Regions from separate parts of the Danio rerio genome. Here region 1 is linked to region 2. The links are chromatin contacts, called in public Hi-C maps. All regions are on one chromosome and are shown on one strand. Each heading gives the region's core, a stretch centred on a gene start, on an enhancer-like site or on the middle of the called end of the contact. The rest is flanking DNA. Distances are from core to core; before and after follow the strand shown. Region 1 holds the start of ap3m1 (adaptor related protein complex 3 subunit mu 1). Region 2 holds the start of kat6b (K(lysine) acetyltransferase 6B).

The links. A called contact is a pair of places that touch in the nucleus more often than the background predicts.
Region 1: a contact with region 2 is called in a Hi-C map of an unstated tissue, with 2.5 times the contacts expected there. The contact joins the promoter of ap3m1 here to the promoter of kat6b in region 2. A contact is called at or near these places in 2 of 18 Hi-C or Micro-C datasets (embryo and an unstated tissue) and 1 of 4 datasets of contacts at active chromatin or transcription factors (caudal fin).

Annotation. Positions count from the first base shown.
Region 1 is chr13:28,415,593-28,419,299 of GRCz12tu, forward strand. It overlaps ap3m1 (adaptor related protein complex 3 subunit mu 1), which reads left to right and starts at 2,213. Exons shown (of 9, transcript NM_201292.1): 1 at 2,213-2,243. adka (adenosine kinase a) reads right to left here and starts at 1,409. Exons shown (of 11, transcript NM_212791.2): 1 at 1,245-1,409. The coding sequence starts at 1,300.
Region 2 is chr13:28,124,740-28,128,397 of GRCz12tu, forward strand. It overlaps kat6b (K(lysine) acetyltransferase 6B), which reads right to left and starts at 1,655. Exons shown (of 17, transcript XM_692291.9): 1 at 1,483-1,655.

The DNA of each region.
Region 1 (3,707 bases), core at 963-3,462, 290 kb after region 2:
AAAATACCAAACATGTTCTTTGATTTGAAAAATATTATTATTTTATGTACAAGTTGGAATGACAAGATTATAAAACTTGTCAAATTCCCCCCCCCCCCCCCCCCCCCCCCCCCCCAAAAAGTGTATCCAGTTTATTCCTACCTGGCTGCTGGCATGAGGAAGGCTTGAGGTGATGCTCAGTGCAGTTTAAAATCAGCCAGACAGCTCTGAGTCTGCAATGTTAGTACTCTGAACTAAACGCAAGTCGGCGCTGATTGGCTATGCGAGCAGCATCGACTACTGATTGGCCTGGGTCGAGAGTGGGTGGAGTTACGCTTAGCCAAACTTACGCTTTTGCCTAAAAATGTGCTGCTAATTGTAAAAACGATAAAATGTAGCAATAAAAGTTGCCAGCCATTATGAAAATACAAACATTAACTTATAGTATAAACGATATTATCTGTGGCCGATAGGAGTTCATAAATCACGAACGTTAAGTCTCACTAACGTTACATGACTGTCATTTATTCTTACTAGTCATTAACTACCTGACAGCACGGCTAAAGCTACCGCATATCTGAAAAGTTTGGTGTCAGTAGGTTTGCGACAGAAATATCAGTAGGAAAGTGACCTATACAACTTGCTGCCAACGATTGTGCACCCAGAATAAACCAAACGCACACTTGTTTGTGTTTATGCATGTTTGTTTGCTTATACATGCATGTTTTGATGCAATATACACATGCACTTTCATTAATGTTGTGATAACGTGCAGCAGGAAGACTTTTTGTGCAGCAGTGCTCGACTGCACAACAAAAGACACGTGGAGCCAGAGGGACGGACTCCAGTGGTCAATATAAATCACTCAAGGACAACGGGTGATCAAAAGCATGAAGCATACATGCACTCGGTCATGTGGAAGTAACGTTAAAGTGACTGTAAAACTTTTTATATTGTTCACTAATGATAAAAAAGCCTCGATCACGAGTCTGCGATTTACGCCTTGCAGGAAATGCATGAGCTGCATTCATCGGCATTGGTCAGAGGTAATGAGAAAATACCCGATACATTCCTCTCCGGTGCAACAACAATACGCTTTTGAGGAAAATCACTGAGTTGACAGCACATGGACTTTATGTGACAAGCATCAAGACCTCTGACCCAAAAGCGCTCGCAAGCAAACCGCCCTGTGTTTAATAAAAGCACCAACACACTTCTGACTCGGTTGATCTACAATGCTCAACCGATGCTTGTGTTTACTGTACCTGAGCTTTTTTTCCTCGAGTTTAATCCTCTTTGCTTTAGGTTCATCGGACGCCATGCTGTACAGTGATAGTGCTCAATCAAATACGCTCCTGGCACCTTGTTGAGCGAATGAAGCATCTGGCGGTGAGGGTGGTGGATGCTGTTCATTTGAGTCGAATCTTTTCAGTGAGTCGATTCGTGTAACTGTTCATAACTATTCGTTCGTGGAGCTAAAACGGTCCGAGCACTTCTCACAAATTTACCGAACGAATATTTATCTTTTCTGATGACTATCAGCTTCAAAATGAACTGATAAAAATTATTTTGAATAAACAATTCTCTGTTCACAGAGTCAGCAAATATGTGTTCAGTGAATCACAATAAAAAAACAAATACAACATGGCATACAGTTAAATATATATATATATATATATATATATATATATATATATATATATATATATATATATATATATATATATAAAATCATTCAATAGCCGAAATGTTTCGAAATGTTTATGCTAAATATAGTGTGTAAACTGCAATAAAAAGCACGAAATTACGATAAACCTTAATTTTAATACGCTTATATTTGAAATACAGTGAATAAACTAAAAAAACAACATGCCGAGCCACGTGATCCTGTGAAGAACCAGCAAATCTGTTCACTTTCTATAAAGATCTGTTCAAAGGAACCGATTAGAAAGGAATCTAATTGTGGAGGGAAAATTCACTACAGAGTGTCATAGCTGTCCCTGTGTTTTGCCAGAACAGAGAAATACATTCCTGTTATAAATTAAGTAAATCTAAACACGTGCTTTGCAGAAGTATTTTACGAAATCTTTTATCTAACCCTTAAACCACATTGCTCATTTGTTTGTGTTTTTAAAGTACTTTAAATTAAACTCGCTGCAGGCGTAGATTTGGACGCATCGACTGGGAAGGAGGAGTGACACATCTGCCACATTTGCAAGAGGGGGATATCGCATGAAAACATTGATCAAGACAGCTGTCTGCAGGTAAGTTTTGTTTAAAGTAAGTGTCGATATGTGTTGTACTTACGGGCTTTTGACTGTCTGCGTCTGTTCGCTTGAAAATGATTACTTCAAAACATAAACGGTAAACACGGGCTGTCCTGCACTACTTCTTTCAGGAAACACAACTTTTATACTTTTGTTTTTAATATTGTCTTAGGCATTAATAGTTTTGTTAGCCATCACACCACATTGACTGCCATAACCTTTTAAACTTTATTATATTCTACAAATTTGTTTGCAAACAGCGAAAGTAGATAACTTTTGATGCGTGTCATTTTTTTAGGTTTACAAGTTTACTTTTACTTAAAGATGACTGGTTTGGGTCACATTAACTTGTTTTTTTATTTTTTTTATTTTGTGTCATGATAAAGTTTTACATAAATCAAACTTAAAATGTACTTCAGTCTATAAAAACAAGTTTTATGAATTGCATTTAGACCAAACTGTAGGTGTTTCATTTTAAGCAAATATTTATGAGATGATAAAGCAGGGAACGCTGTATTTTCATAAATATATTTTAAAAATCGAATTTATTATTAATATATTTACAGTGTTGTCCATTGTAATACACAAATATATTCATTCATTCATTTTCTTTTCCACTTAATTCCTTTATGTATCTGGGGTTGCCACAGCGGAATGAACCGCCAACTTATCCAGCATATGTTTTCCACAGCCGATGCCCTTCCAGTTGCAACCCAACATAGAAAAAACAAATATATTAGCAATAGAAATAGTACAAATAGAAAGCTCTCTGTATTATATATTCATCCTCCTATTTTCTTTAACTTTTTCTTAACTCTGTTTTAGTCATGCCTTTCTAATCACTTTTAATTACTTTATAAGCAATTCCAGCGTTATGGATGTGACATTTGCAGTATAAATTGAAAACAAAGTATATGTTGACATTATATTGAAACATCTGTTTATATTTTCCAAAACAACTACCCACAGAGTTATGTGAGCAGAACAATATCTGTGAAGATTTTTTAGATTTTAAATGAGGAAAATAAACGTGTTATGGATGTGACAAAAAGGTTAGCAAGGTTACAGTATACAATATACTTTCACCAAATCCGTCAATTAAACTGCACAACCAAAAATAAATAATGCTTATCAAAAGGATAAGAGATTTTGTTTTATTTGACATTTTGTGCATTTATGAGGAAAAAAAGCTTTGTGGATGTGACGTCTCTTCGTTATGAATGTGACAGATGTGAAGTTGGCACTTGTATTTATGACTTTGGTAAATCAAATATAATTTTTTGAAAACATTGACAGTGACATTTTGAGTTTTCTTTTACGTACTGTAAAATACTTGATGCTTAAGACAAAATGCTATTTTGGTGAAAAATTTTTTTCATGGCAAGGTTGACATTTGTGTGGAATTGCTCATTCTGTGTGTGTTATACAGTCTGGAAGGATGGATGAATGAATGGATAGATT
Region 2 (3,658 bases), core at 405-2,904:
TTCCGACAGATGACTATCTATAATTTATGATGACAAAGTCAACGCGTCAATTAACCCGCGGTCTCGCAAACCTTGTTTTCTGGATGCTTTAATACGGTGGACAGGTCAGGTGACTTCTCCGCTTTGCCCGGTCGCGTTACTAAACAGACGCCATTTTGTTACAATGTTGTAGTTTACATGAATCCGACATGACACTGATTACAACCCAATGGAGTCTCATTAAACCTTACCTTCACAAAGACGATCCCGCCCAAGAAACTTTAATATTGGTTAGAAAGGGCAAACACTTATCCCTGGTTTGATAACAAAAGTGTCAATCAGAAGCAAACAGTTCGGCCTCTCGAGGAATCGGTTGGCTTCATAATCTGTCAATAATCACTTGACCCGCCTCTTAAAGGCACAGCTCACCACAACTGAACATTCTGTCATCATTTACTCACTCGCACGCTTTTTTCCCTCTCCCCCAAACCAGCCTGACTTTCTTTTTATCCGCGAAGCAGCACAAGGGGAGATATTAAAGCAGAACGTGAGAAAAACTGACAGCCTCAGGTGTAATTCAACTGCTTATTATAAACACCATAAAAGTGAAGGCTGTCATTCAGCCTGTCGCCTCCTGTTTAGTCATACGCGTTATTACAACAAGAGGGCGAGTAAATGTCAGCATTTTCCTTTTGAGCTAAAACTACCTCTTTAAGGTGACAAACACTATTAGTGCGCACCGCTAATGCAATATTAGAGCTGCTATTCAATCCCCACTAAAACGACCAGGAGCCAGGAATATTTGCTTATCACGTAATTTAATGAGTTTAAAACTACTTGATGGCTCTTTAATGTAAGATCATCCGAAACCCGCTATACACCTTTAAGAAGGCTCCCCCTTATGAGCATCGCACTACACTGCAACATGAGCAGATCGACCTAGTCACACTTTTTGGAGAATAATGTAATGGTGAATAATTAGTCCAAGCGCTCGAGTTATCCGTGGCATTCCCCGTCCTGTGAGCACTGTAATCTAATATAATAATTAGTTCGCGCTTTACAAAGGGCTGTGAACTAGTACCGAGCGCGCGCTCATCCTTACGAAGATATAGCGTGCACGCAAATACACAACATTTATAAACCCTGCGAATGTCTAAGCGGATGATGATGGCATAGCATTTCACCGCGGTTATCCCGAAGCACAAAAAAAATAACTCTTGATTATTTATGTCTAACGCATGCAAAAATGCACTCATATTTCAAGAGCAAGCAACTGAGGACAGATAGCATCTGGAAAATTCCATTTATGCGGGTCAAGCAGTAGCTTGCGATACTTGCGCGGTTCGTGTAACCCAATAACCTTAATAGCCCGAATTAATTTCCCCGCTCGCGTCAAGTTACATCACTCACGACAAGTTCAACTTGAACGATTAAAACATGCCACCGATAACAAGCCACCGCCGAGATAAATGCCCCGACAGCGCTGGCAAAGCGAACATTTACCTTTAAGTTCCTCGCGCGATCTCTCCACGCTCCTCGTATAAGCAATAAAAAGAAACCGCGCTTATTTCTGAAGCTGATGATATATGCGTAAAGTAGCCTGATAAATCCAAGAAGGGTCCTGTTTGATTCGGAAGATGAACGCACGCGTAGGCAGAGGGAACCTGATAACAACTAATTGAAAGGTTAATCTACATAGGAGTCTGTGACAAAGTAGTACCCTCCCCTTTCGGCACTCCATCAGCCACAGAGGAGGACTAACTCGCTGTAACCGCTATGTGACATCACATCGCTCATTGGGAAACAATGTACATTGTTTCAGACTACATGGCATATGGGTGGGAAAAGAGGAGACAAAATGTGCCCTGTCTGTGAAGAGGAAAAGGAAACTTTTAATATCGCTCATTGGCATATAGATGTCAAAGTCAGCATGCGTTTATGCTTGCTATATTGCAAACGTACTATATGTGAGAAAAGATTATATGTGTCATGTTTTTAACAAGAAAAATTAAGTTTCATATAGTTCAAAAATAAAAAATATGTGGCTAATATAGTCACCCTCTAGCTATTTATTTATTTATGTATTTATTTATTCATTCATTTATTTATTTAGGTAAGCTTGTTTTTTAGTCTATAAAAATGCAAGTCAGTGAAACTTCTAGTTTAAAAAAAGCATACACATAACCAAAAATAGGAACACTACTAAATGAGTCATGAAACCTTTATAATCATGACATGACACGTCATGAATGCCAGATTTTATGCATGCTTATGACAACTGTTATTAAATGACATTTGCTCAGTTATGCCATTTAATGACAAGTTTTGTTGTCTTGATAATGTCAAGTTGTCATGACAAATACACAAACAGTTTGTGATGTATTTATGTCAAGTTGTTATAACAAACAATGTCATATTTGCATTTAAAATGTTATAACTGAGCAAATGAAACTTAATGACAATTTTTATAAGCTAAAATCCCATTATATGATTATAAAGGTGTAATGATAGTCTTATGAACACCCCTTCAAGTAAAGTGTCACCCCAAAAGTTAATATGGATTCTGACATTACTTTAAAGTTCTTAACAATTGCTGCGCACCGCGAATGCAGTGTTATATCTCCTATTTAATCCCCAATAAATGACCAGGAGCCAGGAATTTTTGCTCATCACGTAATCTAATGAGTTTAAAACTACTTGATGGCCCTTTAATGTAAGATCACCCAAAACCCGCTCTACACCTTTAAGAAGGCTCCCCCTTATAAGCCACTTTACTTGAATGAGTCATGAAACATTTATAACCATGATATGTCACATCATGCATGCCAGATTTCATGCATGCTTATGACAACTGTTATGACATTTGCTCAGTTATGCTTTTTTTTGACAAGTTTTGTTGTCTTGATAATATCACGCTGTCATGACAAATACACAAACAGGTTGCAAAGTATTTATGTCAAGTTGTTATGACAAATAATGTCATATTTGCATTTACAATGTCACAACTGAGCAAATGAAACTTAATGACAGTTGTTATAAGCTAAAATCCCATTATATGATTATAAAGGTGTAATGATAGTCTTATGAACACCCGTTCAAGTAAAGTGTCACCCCAAAAGTTAATATGGATTCTGACATTACTTTAAAGTTCTTAATAATTGCTGCGCACCGCTAATGCAATGTTATAGCTGCTATTCAATCCCCAATAAACGACCAGGAGCCAGGAGTTTTTGCTCATCACGTAATCTAATGAGTTTAAAACTACTTGATGGCTCTTTAATGTAAGATCACCCAAAACCCGCTCTACACCTTTAAGAAAGCTCCCCCTTATGAGCCACTTTACTTGAATGAATCATGAAACCTTTATAACCATGATATGTTACATCATAAATGCCAGATTTTATGCATGCTTATGACAACTGTTATTAAATGACATTTGCTCAGTTATGAAATTTTATGACAAGTTTTGTTGTCTTGGTTACTTCAAGTTGTCATGACAAATACAAAAACAGGTTGTCATTTATTTATGTCAAGTTGTCATAACAAACAATGTCATATTTGCATTTGAAATGTCACAACTGAGTAAATGAAACTTAATGACAGTTGTTATAAGCATGTATAAAATCAAATTACATGATTTAAAGGTGTAATGACAGTCTTATGAACACCCCTTCAAGTA